Linked DNA regions of Mus musculus: region 2 is linked to region 1. The links are chromatin contacts, called in public HiChIP or PLAC-seq maps. All regions are on one chromosome and are shown on one strand. The core of a region is the stretch at or near the end of the contact, and the rest is flanking DNA. Distances in the headings are between cores, read along the strand shown.

Evidence for each region. HiChIP or PLAC-seq counts read pairs in DNA pulled down with a chosen protein or histone mark.
Region 2: a contact with region 1 is called in an H3K27ac HiChIP or PLAC-seq map of the NIH/3T3 cell line, with 6 times the contacts expected there. The contact joins the enhancer-like site here to the promoter of Nfib in region 1. A contact is called at or near these places in 8 of 39 promoter capture datasets (the 3T3-L1 cell line, 3T3-L1-derived adipocytes, cranial neural crest and 5 more), 2 of 484 Hi-C or Micro-C datasets (embryonic fibroblasts and palatal mesenchyme), 5 of 115 datasets of contacts at active chromatin or transcription factors (the NIH/3T3 cell line, craniofacial prominence, embryonic limb bud and 2 more) and 3 of 9 other capture datasets (embryonic stem cells, liver and pancreatic islet).

The regions. Positions count from the first base shown.
Region 1 is chr4:82,503,809-82,507,740 of GRCm38.p6, forward strand. Nfib (nuclear factor I/B) reads right to left here and starts at 1,971. Exons shown (of 12, transcript NM_001113209.2): 1 at 923-1,971. The coding sequence starts at 952.
Region 2 is chr4:82,249,207-82,253,138 of GRCm38.p6, forward strand. No RefSeq gene overlaps it. Among named protein-coding and RNA genes, the nearest start is that of Gm11264, 190 kb to the left of the region's middle. Within about 2 kb of position 1,670, at least 53 of the 459 cell types and tissues checked have an H3K27ac peak or open chromatin away from gene starts, as enhancers often do. A contact at or near this core is called in 3T3-L1-derived adipocytes, the NIH/3T3 cell line, craniofacial prominence and 2 more, where this site is marked.

The DNA of each region.
Region 1 (3,932 bases), core at 721-3,220:
GCTATCATCAGTTGGTGAGTTCGTCGGGCATCCATGAAAGGATGAAAGCGCCCCAGGTAAGTCTCTAGATCTGACCACTTCTTCATTTTACCATCTGACTGAAGGGATAGAAACTAGTTTGGGTTTTTAGGTATAAAGACAGTGTTTTACCTCCTAACGTTGTTCCTTAAGGCAAATTTCCAAGTTAAAAAAAAAAATCTCACTTTTCTGATACTACTTTATGCCTTGCGAGCGATGTTCAAATATCATCAAATGAACAAGTCTCACTTTTAAAACAAACGTGTCCTAAAAGTCCTAAAAATTCACCACAAACACTTCAACTTCTTGTCAGCGTAAAAGATCGCCTCTGAAGTGAGGTCTTTAAAAACCCGAAATGTGGGTCACTGTAGAACAGGACTTTAGGCACCCCAAAACGCAAAGTAATAAGTCCTCTGGACCACCACCTAGACTGGCGGCGTCACCCGCCCACTGTGGGCAGCAGAGTCCAAAGGCGCTCAAGCCTAGTTCTCAGCCCCTTGCCCAAGAGTCCATCTACAGACGCTCCCAAGCCGGAGTCCGCCCCACGCGCACCGGCCAGGGAGTGAGGGTGCCGCCGCGGCCACCACCGCCGCCGCTGCCTTCGCCGCAATCTCCTTAGGGGCGGACAGGGGCTCACGGCCGCAGGTCTCGGCCCTGCCCACCCCCAGCAGCCTCGCCCGCCCGGTGCCGGCTCTCCCCGCTCGGGCGCTGGGATGGGCGCACACGGCAGCCGTGGTCCCACGCCGCCCGCACAGCCCACCGCAACTCCGCACTACTTCTCGGGGAAGACCAGGGTGTGCCAAGGTTAGGCAAAGCCTTTGAGGGTCTGCAGCACAAGAGCAAGAAGACACAACAAAGGCGTCTGGGGCCAGAGAAAGCTCGAGAAAGCGACCAAGATAAGTACCTGAGTGAGACAGATGGGAGAATACATCATGACTTCGCCTTAAAACGCACTTTCCCGGAGATGCCCAAGAAAATCTTCCAGAAGCAAGGATTTCATCTATTCATTTTACAGTCATCTGAGCCCAGCGATGCGATCAATCAGGACGGGGCACTGCGCCGGTTCACCGCAACTTCGCAACAAACCCAGTCCTCCTTAAATAGCCAAAGATTCAAGTTCACTCGGCGAGCTAGATTTCCCGGGGTGAAATCCAATCTACACTTTTAACCCTCTTGCGGTTCGCGCGCGCCGGCCGAGCTCTCCGAGGCTGCCGCCGCTGGTGCAGGCTGCTGGTCGCCTGGTTTAGGGGATTTGTTTTCTGTTTTGCAGTTGTTGTTGTTGTTGTTTGTTGTTGGGGGTTGGGGTGCGCGAGGGTTCGGTGTGGGTTGGATTGGGGTGATGGTGGGTGGTGAAATGTTTTTTTTAAAAAAAGGCGGGGAGGGGGGCGCAGGAGGCCAGGCGGTGGGGAAAGCGAGGAGAATGTGTCACCGCGCTGGTAAAGTTCAAGGTTACCGCCGCCAACACTGCAGCAGGATCCGGGAGTGGCGATCGCAGGCGAAACTTTGCTGCGAGCCGACCACGTGTGTGCGCGAGGGGGAGCGCAAGCGAGTGCGCGCGGGTGGCGGGGCGCGCGCAGGAGAGGGCCGGGTGGGGGTGGGGGTGGGGGGGAGCAGGGAGAGGCCGGGGTGAGGGAGGGGGCGCAGGCGCGGAGCTCCCGGGCGGAAAAGCCTTTGCTGCGCTCCTGCCCCGCCGCACCGCCGCCCGCCCGCTTCGCCCCGGGTCTGACCCGCCGCGCGTGGACTCCGCTGCCGGTGCCGCTGGCCACAGCCCACGGAAAGGATCGGAAGGACCTCCTGAAAAAAATCCCAAACGATCGATCCCGCTTGGCTGCAAACTCCTCTTTTCTGTCCTGGGCTCTATTCCCCCTCCCTCTCTCGCTTTCTTTCCTTGAAAAACTTGCAAGTTGAAAGATTCACCGGTTCCACCCTCTGGACCCCGCTCGAGCTCTCTCCAAATCAGACTTAAGGATTGTTTTATTATTTAATTACACAATCACCGCTTTACTCCTCCTCCTCCTGCAAACGCGCGTTCCTTTTGCACCAGCCTCTCCACACCCCCCGCCCCCCACCTTCCTCCTCCTCCCGCGCGCCTCCCCCAGCCCTCGCGTCTCTCCCCCTCATTTGTTAAAGGTATCAGACCGGTGCCACAGTATTGGGACTTTTCTTTTCTTTTCTTTTCTTTTTTCTTTTTTCAAAAATAGCTCTTCTCTCTGCCACTCTTCGTTTACCCCCGAAAACCCGCCCAGGGAGAGGTTATTTCACTGCTCGCTGCAGACGCTCAAGACGCGAGAACATCCTAAGGGGAGAAGCCCTGAACCGGCCTGGGCCCAAGAAAGAAACGAATGGAAAATTCCCTCACACCCAGGCCGCCCCGAGCCGGGGCTAGGGCGCCGACTCTAGCACCCCAGGCGGCTGGAGGGAGAGGGAGGGTGGAGGCGGGGGCCAGAGTGAACTTGGCCTCCTGGAGTTGCAGCGGACGGGCGCGGAGCCCGGGGCGCGGCGGGCAGCCCAGCCCGGAGCTCGCACTGGCGATCGGAGAGGGGCGCCGGGGTCCCCAGGGTCCCCCGAGCCTCGCCGCAGCGGCCCGCCCTCCCCCGGCGCCCGGTGCACGTGGCCGCGCTCGGAGCGGGAAGGCCGCGCCACCGCTCGCCCCTCCTCTCCTCCTCCTCCTGCCGCGCTGGCCGCGTCCCAATCCCCACCCCCAGAGCCCGGGGCGCCGGCGGAAAGCGGCTCCCTTCCCGCGGGGGTGCGGGCAGGGCGGGGCCGCGGCGCGCCCGAGGCTGCGGGGCGGGAGCGCGCGGGGTGCGTGTGCGGCTGCGGGTCTCCCCGGCGGCTCCCGCCGGCTCCCCGCCCCGCCCCCCGCCGAGTGAATGAACTTGATTCCCGGGACCCTGGAGGCGACCGGCCAGCACCCCCTTTCGCGCGGGCACTCTCTCCCACACACACCGCCCCCCAAATTCCGGGTTTCCGCTAGGGGTGGGTGGGGAAATGGAGGAATCAAAGGCTGCCCCAGACAATGGAGAAAGAAAAGTGAGCGCCCGGGGCTCCATGTCGCCCTAGCTTGGGGCCGCCGAGCGTTTCCAGGCCCCCCGCGGCCTCCCGCTCCCACCCCGCGTCCTGGACTTTCCCCCCCTCAACTTTCTCCAGTCCTCGCACTCCTGACCACCGTGCCCTCCCCCAGCGGACCTGAAAGAACCAGTGACTTTTTCCTTCCCCAAGTGGAAGTTACCCACATCAAGCATTTCACAACGACACATCAAGAAAAGTAGGCAGGTTCAAGTCAACCATGAAATGGTCACTTTTTAACCCCGTCCTGTCCTCATTAGGGAAATGCTCAAACACAGTCCGTTTTCAAAAAGCGCTCTTAATGAGGCGAGCTTGCCAAGTCTACCAGCTGCAGCCCCTGTAAACCAAGAGCCTGGTGAAGAAAGGCGCAGGGGGTGGGGAGGCGGGGAGGGCGGCGGGTCTAGGAGGACAGGTAAAGTCGGGGGAAACTGTGAGAACCGGGGCGAGTTAACCCTTTAGGGCACGCGCCACGGGGAGCGGCCTCCGTGCCCCCGCTAGGCAAATCCTCTAGTTAGCGTTCTGACAACGTTAATTTCTTTTGTACTGGTCATTTCTTCTTCTTGAAAAGCTGGGACAAAGTTGACAGTCTTTATAGATGAAAGGAGGTGACAGTCGGGGTTAATCCAAATAAATACTCACTTCTCTCATAAATTTTAGGCAACCTCATCTTAACTTTTAAAAGAAAGACGGGACGGGAAGAGGGGGGGAATAAAAACGAACAATCCCAAAGCATCACTTTGTAGTGAGCTGCATCCCTTTTCTCACCCTCCCCAGAATCTGCGGGAGGGGGCGGGGACGCTCCACTGATAATACCAGCTTTAACTACTGGAGTTTCCCTTTGAACAAAT
Region 2 (3,932 bases), core at 420-2,919, 250 kb before region 1:
CATATGGGAGATGTACTCCTTCCCAGCTGCAAAGGGAACATTTGTAGAACAGAAAACACCAGAAATCACAATACATCCTTAGTCATAGCAAAATGGAAAGCACATAAAATATTTAAAACCTGAAGTGGAGATTTCATTTTAAAACATTTTAATTGCCAGAACAGAGCTGTTGAAACTCTTTTAGAACTCAGAGATGAGCAGCAGTTGGGAGGGAAGTGGAGGGGGGGGGGGTGGAAATGAAAGAATGAAAGAAAAAGAACAGCCGTTCCGTGAGAAAACCATTGCTTGCAAATGACAAAAAGAAATTGAGGGATTTTAGCTGAATTGTGTTTTGTTTCTTGTATAAGTTTTGGTGCAGTAAAATGTGGCACGTTTTGTACTGTATGTTCTTTCAGAAAAGCCAAACAAACCAACCATCGTGGTTTCGAAGGAACAAGGCCTCTCCTTTCTCATGTTTCAACTACGCAGCCTCCAGTTGGGCTGGGGACCGTATCATATATCATAAATCACTCTCTGATAGATATTTGGCAAGCAGTCAGCACCCCGGGCTATGCAACAACGTACAGTATGGAAAATTTTTAAGGTGGAATCTTGATTTTGTAACTTAAGGACTTAATAGCATCTCAAAACATTTTACTACTTCCTGGTACACACATACAAAAAGCCAGGGAAGCAAAATTCTCCATATGGTTTTTGGTTTTATAGGATATATACACAATAAGCTATACAACTGGAAACCTGGAGGCATATTCTCCTGTTGGTGTGACTCCAGTGAAAATGGAAACAGAAATTAGCGAGCGTGGTCCCAACCTAGCTCCTGAGACACTCACATCATCAGAACCGCTTGGAAATATCCCTCCACCCACAGTTAACTGCTCCACACTTCAGAATCCCCAGGAAGGGAGAAGATTTTACTGTAGGGTAATAATATGCTGTCAAAGGTACCATGAGGGATTTCAACAGGAATGGCTAGAAGCTGACAGGAGTCACTGAAATCCCCAGTAGGGCCTTTCCCCTGACTCCAGCTTAAATCCGGGTTTCTCAGGCCCCTGCACAGTCTCTCTCTTCCACCTTCTCAAATTCACATATTCTACTTCAGGCCTCTTTCAACAAATTATGCTTTTAAAAAAAAATGTATGCTACATTTAACCCCTAAATGACAGCGTTTATGAAACTCTAGGAGCTGATAGAGAGAATTCCTCAGCTCCCAGCCAAGTCATTGCCGGCTCTTCTGTACACAGAGGGGTTAACGCTGGGTGTTTGGACGTGCACGGGAATGTTCTCAGTGTTCCCAGGCAGAGAGAGGCTAAACAGAAAGAAGGGAAACTCAGACTGTGTGGTATGGCATTGTGCTCTCAAAAAAGAAAAAAATCAATGCATGAAAAACAAGAGAAAGAAACTGAATAAAGCTATATTGGAATTCAAAATAAATGCTGCTTTTTTGGTTGTTGTTGTTTTGTTGTTGCTTCAGTTGTTCACAAATTAGCCATAGTTGGAGCAACCTACATATAAAATGTATGATACTCTTGATTTAAAGTCCTTTGGTCCAATCTCAATCGACATGAAGAAAATTAAAGCCAAATTTAAACAAAATGACTAGACTGTGTGTGTGTGTGTTGGGTGGGAAGGGGGCGTTAATGGGTTATCCAGGATGCTGAGTCAGAAATAACAAGAGTACATGCTAAGGACATTATATCATCTCCCCTCCCACCCCACTGCTCTTTTCCCTCATTCCCAAGCCTTCCCCAAAGCCTCCTGCCCTCCATATCACTTGAGAGCTCAACTTTTAACCACTTCTAGAGGAAAACGTCTGCTTTTTGTTTTTGTTTTGTTTTGTTTTGTTTTGTTTTGTTCTGTTTTCCCAAGAAGCATGTCAGGTAGCATAGTCTTGGGCTGGACCTGCGCAACAGTCATCAGTAGCCTGCTTTCCTAACTTCTAATGTGTGTGTCTTGGCATGGCTGCAGAGGACACTCTCCTGGGAAACTTTGGTACACTCCAAAAGCCCAGGCTATAGCCTAGGCCAACTATCTCTCATTCTCTGCTGATAGAATAGAGGCGTGAGGACTGTCTCATGCCTGAAGGCAATTCTGTGCGCCACCATGGTAAAGGCTGCTGGTCCCAAGTCTGGTCTGTTCCTCTCCTATCAGTCATTCTATGAAAGGCAAGGAGCAAGGCTTCTAAAGGAGACTGCAGGGTCCGGTTTTTCCTTGGTAAATGGACCCCTGAACCCTATGTGCCTCCAGAAAGGCAGCCTCTTGGCGTCTGTCTGTGGCTCTCAGGTCCTCTCCTCTCCACTCCCATTTCCTCCATTTCCTGCTTCAGATGCACGTTCTCCTGTTTTTCTCTCCAATGCTCCCCAGTATTTTCACAAGGAACTTCCAGAGCCTCAATCTACCAGGCTTGCCTTTTATTTTCTTTGCTTTGGGGACCTGCCTCATAGGTCTAGGGGTACCTATGCTGCCTGAAACAGGTTACATTATTATTCTATAGAGTGTGGAGAGAATGTTGGTGAATGAATTCTGCACCAACTGTCAGTGACCAGGGGATCCATAGTGTGTTCTAAGGGTAATATGAAGGCCAGAAGGTATATAAGACCAAAGAGTCTACCCTACTTCTTCCCAGCATGTCAAATCTAGATTAGGGTGACCAGGCCTATGTCTCTGGACCTGTGTAGCTGACAGCACTGTCCCCTTTAACTCCCTCCCCACCCACCCCCACCTGAAACTAGTGCCATCTCTGCCAACTGCAGACCAATCACCTGCTCCTTGTCATTGCATTGAAACTTGAGCCATGACAGTATGTTTTAAAGGGACTGAGAATCTGAAGAGCCACTTTCTTCTTCTCCTCTTCCACAAGCACAGAGATCTTGCTGGCATACCAGAGCCATATCCTTAAGAGAATCTGGCCATTTAGTGGGAGTGAAAACTCCAGGCTGGAGGTGAGCAGCCCACAGATTTCTCACATTCCTCTTCTTGGTTATCAGGCATCATTTTTCAACAGGTTCCCATCACATGCCAGGCTGAGTGCATGAGAGCCCCCAGACCTGCGGCTCTGCACGGCTGGAATGTGGCTGGAACAACAGAACAAGTTGGAACCTAGTCCACTCTTACATGCGTTTCGGCCGGCCAGGAAAGACGCAACAAACCGGAATCTTCTGCGGCAAAACTTTATTGCTTACATCTTCAGGAGCAAGAGTGCAAGAGAGAGAAACAAGAGCCAGAGCAAGAGAAAGAACAAGAACAAGAAAGCAAGAGAAGAGAGAGCAAGAAAGCAAGAAAAAGAACAAGAGAGAGAAAAAGAATGGCAAAACCCCGTCCCTTTTAAGGAGAATTATCCTCCGCCTAGGACGTATTACTCCCTGATTGGCTGCAGCCCATCGGCCCAGTTGTCATCACGGGAAAGGCAGAACACATGGCGGGAAAACTGCCCCTGCACGTGTGCAGATTATGTTTACCACTTAGAACACAGCTGTCAGTGCCATCTTATAATGGCAAATGTGAGGGCGGCTCCCAACAGTCCACCTTATGGAAGGCATTGTGAAGCTAACAATCACAAGAGCGATAACGGAACAAAAGGTGCATGGCGCTTACATTTTTACAGCTGGCCCTCCTGCCTGCCATCAAAGTCCATTATCAACCATCTCAAGTGGTGGTGGGGTCTCTCACTGTTTCCTGGGCAAATAACTACATATGGTCTGGTTAAGAAATGTATCTGGGTTCATACAATTATAAAGAGGAAAACAAAATTTAAACTCATCTTGACTTTGGCCTCATTTAGACTCTATCATAATCTCTTCAAATATCCTCCCCCCTCTCTCCCTCCCTCTCTCTCTCTCTCTCTCTCTCTCTCTCTCTCTCTCTCTCTCTCTCTCTCTCTCCCTCTCCAAAAGCTAAGTGTTTAAAACTACCATTTAGTGGTAATAATTTCTGAC